Regions from separate parts of the Mus musculus genome. Here region 2 is linked to region 1. A link is a contact called in public HiChIP or PLAC-seq data. All regions are on one chromosome and are shown on one strand. The core of a region is the stretch at or near the end of the contact, and the rest is flanking DNA. Distances in the headings are between cores, read along the strand shown.

Region 1 (3,271 bases), core at 434-2,933:
TCTATCCATCTGTCTGCCCACTCTGTCATCCATCCACTCCTTCATGAGTCCACCTATTCACTTCCTCCTCCATTCACCCATTCAGTCCCTCTTCCACCCATTCTCTGACTCATCTATCTACACACTCCCTCCTCCACACACTCCTCATCCATCCATCTACCCCCCTACTCCCTAGTCCATCTACCTATCCATAAACTCTTCAACTTCCCATCCTACAGGTCGACATGTATGCAGGGGCCATCTTCATTCAGCAGTCCTTGCATCTGGATCTGTACCTGGCCATAGTAGGGCTGCTGGCAATCACAGCTCTGTACACTGTTGCAGGTATCATGGGGCATGGGTGATACTTAGAGAGTTGGTAGGCAGGGCTGTGGGCCACCCACTTATTCCTGATACACCTTCTGTGACACACCATGGCTAAGGCCATTTACTTACTAAATCTCACACTCACTCCACTGTCCTGAATAATCACATTTTAAAAATCATTATGCAAAGGGAAGAAGGCTATTCAATAAGATGAGGGATTATTTAAATGCACCACAGATAAGCCAGATAAGGCAGATGGGATCAAGTCTGTCATCCCAACACCCAGGAGGCTGAGGCACAAGGATCCTAAGTTTAAGGCCCTAAGTTTAGACAGCTCTATATTTTCCTTTTAAATTTGTGCTCAAATAGGAGGCTTTCAAATAGCTGTGTTTTGACTAGTCACCTGTTTATCTACTCTGGCTTCACCCTTGTCTGCCTTCTCTTGGTGCAATTCATTCCACAAATGTATGCGCACATACACATACTCACGTGTGTTGTGTCAATCACCTGTGTGCCGTTTGCCATAGAAAACTGGTATAGAAATAGACCTGTGAAACAAAAGTCTCTATTATAAAGCTGGTTGTGTTGGCTCAGGCCTATAATTCCAGAACTTGGGGGTCTGGGGCAGGAGTTCAAGACCAGCCTGGGCTATACAGAGATCCTGTCTCTCCAGAACACCTCCCCCATACCAAGAGAAAACTACTGAAACCAAATTAACAACATAACCCAAAACTTTTACACACACACACACACACACACACACACACACACACACACACACACTACACACATACACACACACACACACAGAACTTCTAGTGGCTATGAAGAAACAAATCATGAACAAAGAACTCAATTGTCAATCTCAGAGTATATTGATAAATGCTATCAAGGGTGACTAAGGAGCTGGGGAAGCTCTTTTAAAGGAGCTTTTAAAAGGGAGGTCTCTTTTAAAAACATAGGATACTCAGTCAAGGGCTCTCAAAGGGGCTCTCACAACCAAATTTAAATGACATGAGAAGTGTGGAGAGTCCTGAGCAGAGAGGAGGACAACTGTAGAGCCTGTGGGATGAGAGCACACATCCCCCCTCCACAGAATAGCTAGAGCGTCAGTGACAATGACAATGTGCCCTATCCACTGAGCTTCAGGGCTGCTATTCGAAGGCTTGCCTCAGAACATGACTGCAGCCGCTCTGAGGAGCTGGCTAGGAGGCAGGGAAGGGACTAGTACTCTGGAGGAAAAAGAAAGAAAAACTTGCTCCAAGTGTCACAGAACACCACCCTACTCAGAGAGGAAGGGGACACAACTCGATGCACACAGAGGCCCCTAATGCAGAGAGACTACTGGAAGCCACGTGCTCAGAGCTGGAGGGGAGTGAGCTAATTGTCATGTTTATTTCGTCGTCCTTGTCCCGGCCAGTTCATCTCTGAGTTCCTTGAATGAAGGAGACTGTCTCCTCTGTTTGGCTAGAGTTTCTATAAGGGCAGGAACTTGCCTCTTGGTAGGCACCCAGAGCCTGGTGTCACCAGATATTCAGTGACCAATTGAAATAGAATGGTATGCCTCAGTATGGAAAAAAGAAGGGCTCAGTGGGTACTAAACTGTGGTATAGAAACAAGATGGACTCAGAGCACTAAACTATGAGCTCTCGTGACTTCTGCCTCACTTGAGAGAACAGCAGAGAGTTTGGGTGGGATTGTAAGCCAGGTCTCCCATCACTCGGGAGAAGGCTCCATTACTGATGCTCAGGAAGGGGACGTTAAGGATGCCACACCCTTCTACATGTTTCTACATGTTTCCCTAATTGCCCAGCATTTTGTTCTCTGGTGTGGTACCTTCTTAAAACCTTTTTTTAAAGGTTTATTTATTTATTATATTTAAGTACACTGTAGCTGTCTTCAGACACACCCAAAGAGATCTCATTATGGGTGATTGCGAGCCACCATGTGGTTGCTGGGATTTGAACTCATGACCTTTGGAAGAGCAGTCAGTGCTCTTAACTGCTGAACCATCTCTCCAGTCCACCTGAGGTCTCTTAAAGAGTGCTGTTCTCAGGGCAACAAAGTCCCAGGGTTCCTAGAGGGAAGATGTGGAGTCCCATGCAAGCACATCCACCCTATTCTTTTGATCACTGCAAGTCACTGGGAGCTGAAGCTGAAGCAACACTGTGAAATGTTCGCCGCACAGAGGGACCAGAGGGTTACTCTGGGTCCTGTGGGAGTGCTTGACCCTAACCTCTGCTCTTCCCTACAGGAGGTCTGGCCGCTGTGATCTATACAGATGCTCTGCAGACTGTTATCATGCTTATAGGAGCCTTCATCCTCATGGGCTACAGTAAGTGGGGAACTCTCTTTTCATCACTGTGATAAGCAAACGCAGAGATCAAGAAGCATATTTAGTTCCTACCTGCTCCTTCCTATTCCCGTGTGTGCATGTGTGTGTGTGTGTGTGTGTGTGTGTGTGTGTGTGTGTGTGTGTGTGCTCGATAGAGAGGTGGGAGGGGGAGTGGAGGCAGGAGATCACCTGTATGTTTGTGAGTGCGTGTGCAATTTCAGGTTTCTTCTTCAGTTAGTTAACCTGTTCCACCTTAATGTTTTGAGACCTCAGTCTCTCATTGAGCCCAGAGCTCACTGGTTTGCCTATACTGGCTGGGCTGCTCAGCTCTGGAATCACTTGTCTGCCCCTCCCCCAAGAATCTAGATCAACGCAGCTCTCACATGGGCACCAGCAAGTCATACCCCCAGCTCTGGGTTTTACTAATTTTCTTTTAAAAAATATTTTAAATTAAAATATAATTATGTCACCTTCTCCTCTCCCTTTCCTTCCTCCAACCTTTCCTATATGGCTCCCCTTACTCCCTCTCATATTGATGGTCTCTCTTTCTTTGAGTACTGTTATTATGCGTATAGAAGTATATAAGTACAACCTTGTTTTGTTTTGTTGCTTGTGTGTATACAGTTTCAG
Region 2 (3,271 bases), core at 405-2,904, 250 kb after region 1:
TCTTATATATCAGGTGCACAGAGAACTAATCAGAACACTAGTGAAGTGAAGAATCACAAAATCAACTCCTGAGCACACCCTGTGCAAGGTGAGACTGTAAACCTGTCAGACACTGAGGACTTCACACGGTTAACAAGAGGGCGCTGAGAATAACTACAGACCGGCAAGCAGGGACATAGAAAAATGATGATCTGGCCGTTAAACTGGATGAGCGCGGAGGAGCACGGCACAGAGAGTATTTCACAGGACACCTGCTGGAATGGTAAGGGTTAGGGAGGGCTCTGGAGATCCATGAGATCTCCCTCTCCCACCAAACCCTGTGAGGCATTAGCTATTTAATACTGTCTCTATCGTTTTGGTAGAAACATTATACTGAGGATTAGAACAAACAAACCATACTTTTAGTTTAATTTGCAAGATCATAGTTCAACCAAAATTCTCTCCTCCATTTAGTATGAATTTCAAATCTGCTTTTTGGGGAATTTGGTTTCCGGATCTTTTAAAAGTCCCATTTATTTCTATAATGAGCTCTTCTTCCAGAAATGTAGCCCTGCCCACCTGCCTTTCCCACCACATCCCTTTAAAATCCTCGCTCACCTGCTTTCGAAGTCTTCTGGTCTCTTTCTCCAAATGCACTACTAGGGCCACCGCCTCCTCTCCGCTTTCTGGACATTGCTTCTGCGCCCAGGTCTGAATCTTCTCAGGCAGAATGGTGAGAAACTGTTCGATTACCAGCTGCTCGAGGATCTGTTCCTTGGAACGCATTTCTGGCTTCAGCCACCGACAGCAGAGTTCCCAGAGTTTACTGAAAGCTTCATGGGGTCCTGTCACATCCTCATAACAGAACTGCCTGAAGCATTTACGGAAGGACTCACATTCAGTGCTGCCTGATCTTTCCAGAATGGGCTCCGATACCCACTCGGAGTCCTTTTCCACTTTCATTATGAGGCACTCCTCAACTTCCACGTCGATCTGAGGGTTCATGACAGTAGCCATGATCCAATGGGGCCAACAGGTCTAGCTCCAAGTCAGGGCCCAGAGAAGCTTCCGAGTGCCCTCCACTTAATGCCCTTGGAAATATGGGACCGTAGAGACATAAAAGACAGCAGTTAGCTGGGACAAGGAACTCCAGGCTGATTAATCAAATTTGTACAAGGCTCTTGAAAGGGTGAATGTGCACCCACCCCAAAGTCTGCAAACCCGGCCTCTTATCCAATCAAGATGCGCCCCCTCCCATGAGGTTCTTTAAGGTGCAAGGTCGGAAAGACCTTAGGTTAGAAGCTAGGCTGGAAGGGGACCCAGGGGACTGATGCTGGGCGGAGGCGCCGATCGGGAGGGGGTGTGTCCGCGAGGCGCGGCCAGCCCTGGGGTCCTGGTCCAGGTCCAGGCCGCTGCAGGTGCCCACCAGGGGCGCGAGCGCAGGAATGTCCGGACTCGCAGCGGCGCCTGCAGCGCTCGGGGTTCCTCCGCACGAGGATGCCGAGAACCTCGGCCAGAGGGGAAGAAGCTGCGGGATGAGGCTAGGCCTCGCGGGGGGCGGCGAACGGCTGGCGCGCTGCCCTGTCAGCTCCGCCAGCGCAGAGCGCGGGGGGCGCTGGGAGCCGCGGCCACGCATGCGCCGCTCGCGACCGGGGTCCGTGCGAGGCTTCCTCGCGGGCAAGGAGGGGGGCGGGAAGGCATGCGTGGAGGAATCTCGCGAGAGCGCGCAGCACCGCGACTTGCCGCCGAGGGACTTTAGGAATGAGGGTGAAGGGAAATTCTGGGCGGAGGGACACGCTGAGGTCTGATCCTATTCCTCCAGAGATTGTGAAGCAGGACGCGAGCTAGCGTCCTGCCTCAGGCCAGGCAGACGTTGCGGGAGGCTGGAGTAATTTCTTTAGTGGAAGGGGTGCGCGCGTGTGTGTTGGGGTTGCGGGTGGAGGGACTTCTTTGTGACAACTGGCGGAGGGATTACAGTCAGCATCTGGCTGTGCATGGATTGCTACTGTCTGGGAGCCTTGGTTGGAGCCAGGACTCCTGAGGAAGGATGTGTGGCTAGCTCTGTTCAAATGTATGGTCAGGAGAAGGCTTATTTTCATTTTGGGGAATCTCTTAATTACCCAAGGCTCTGAGGTCTGAGTAGCCAACGGGCTATCTGGGACCTAATAGGACCGGGCCTAGATTCCCCTACTGCTGCAAAACTTCATAGCTAGATGTCTCAGAGCCTGCTGGCTCATAAATGTCTGTCCTGTAAGTGCCTACTTTGTGACAATGTTTTAGGCTCTTGGCATCGTTAGTGGGCAGCACAACTCTTATTCTCAGAGGCAGGTAGCTTATTAGAAAACAGACCAATGACTTATTTCTCAAAGGTTTTGCCATGATTTGGCTAGTTCTAGCATCGAAGCGGCATAGAGAATACCATAAGGATAAATGGCACGGCATAAACTGAAGGAAGGTCAGAACGGAATAATCCGCGGGTGCATCTAGTTAGTATCTGCCACGGGAGAGATGGAGCCAATACACAGCCTGTTTTAATTGCATTTAAAGATAGTATTATTGAGTACTGGTTTCTTACCAGACATGGTGGTAGGTGATAAGCAAAACAAGATCTCCTATCATTAGTAGTTACAAATAAAGTTCTGTATACCTGGGGTGAATCCTTCCAAGAAGAGAAACACATTCAAGATTTGGTTTAGGTAAGAGGTCTGGGTGAATTTCTTGGAAGAAGTAGTACTAAGGATGAGATCCAAAAGACAGACCTCTAGTGGGGATTGAGCAAAGACTGGCCTTCACAAGAATCCCATAGAGAGGATGAGGTTGTCTCTATTTTAGAGTTTAGGGCGCTGAGACCTCAGTAAGGGTGGTGCAAGCGCTAAAGGTGATGGGGAGTCATGGGATGAGAATAGGGTCTTTTATGTACATGGCCCTCTTGTTGGTATTAAGCCAGGTGCACATCTCAGCAGCTCAAGGTCACAAACTTGAAGGCTTGTTGGACTTAGGGAGATTTACCATGAACTGTGTGAAGGAGAGTATAAGATAAGAAGGAGCTGGGTGTGATGGCACATGCTTGTAATCCTAGAACTTTGGAGGTGGTGGAGGCAGCAGGATCAAGAGTTCAGGGTTGTTCTTCACTACAAAGCAAGTTTTGAGGCCAACCTGGGCACACGAGGCCCTGTCTTAAAAAGGTTGCTAGTTAACTATTATGTTTACTTGAGCACCAGTGTTTGTGTCTTGAGAGCAGAAGAGCACATTTGTCAGCAGAGAAGTGAATCCACACACAGGTCAATAAATG

Evidence for each region. HiChIP or PLAC-seq counts read pairs in DNA pulled down with a chosen protein or histone mark.
Region 2: a contact with region 1 is called in an H3K4me3 HiChIP or PLAC-seq map of embryonic stem cells, with 16 read pairs. The contact joins the promoter of Zkscan2 here to the enhancer-like site in region 1. A contact is called at or near these places in 6 of 39 promoter capture datasets (the 3T3-L1 cell line, the C10 cell line, embryonic stem cells and 3 more), 3 of 115 datasets of contacts at active chromatin or transcription factors (all in embryonic stem cells) and 4 of 9 other capture datasets (adipose tissue, embryonic stem cells, liver and 1 more).

Annotation. Positions count from the first base shown.
Region 1 is chr7:123,249,853-123,253,123 of GRCm38.p6, forward strand. Slc5a11 (solute carrier family 5 (sodium/glucose cotransporter), member 11) reads left to right here. Exons shown (of 17, transcript NM_146198.2): 8 at 219-324; 9 at 2,561-2,641. Among named protein-coding and RNA genes, the nearest start is that of Slc5a11, 37 kb to the left of the region's middle. Within about 2 kb of position 1,684, at least 5 of the 459 cell types and tissues checked have an H3K27ac peak or open chromatin away from gene starts, as enhancers often do. A contact at or near this core is called in embryonic stem cells, where this site is marked.
Region 2 is chr7:123,498,972-123,502,242 of GRCm38.p6, forward strand. It overlaps Zkscan2 (zinc finger with KRAB and SCAN domains 2), which reads right to left and starts at 1,655. Exons shown (of 7, transcript NM_001081329.2): 1 at 598-1,655. The coding sequence starts at 996.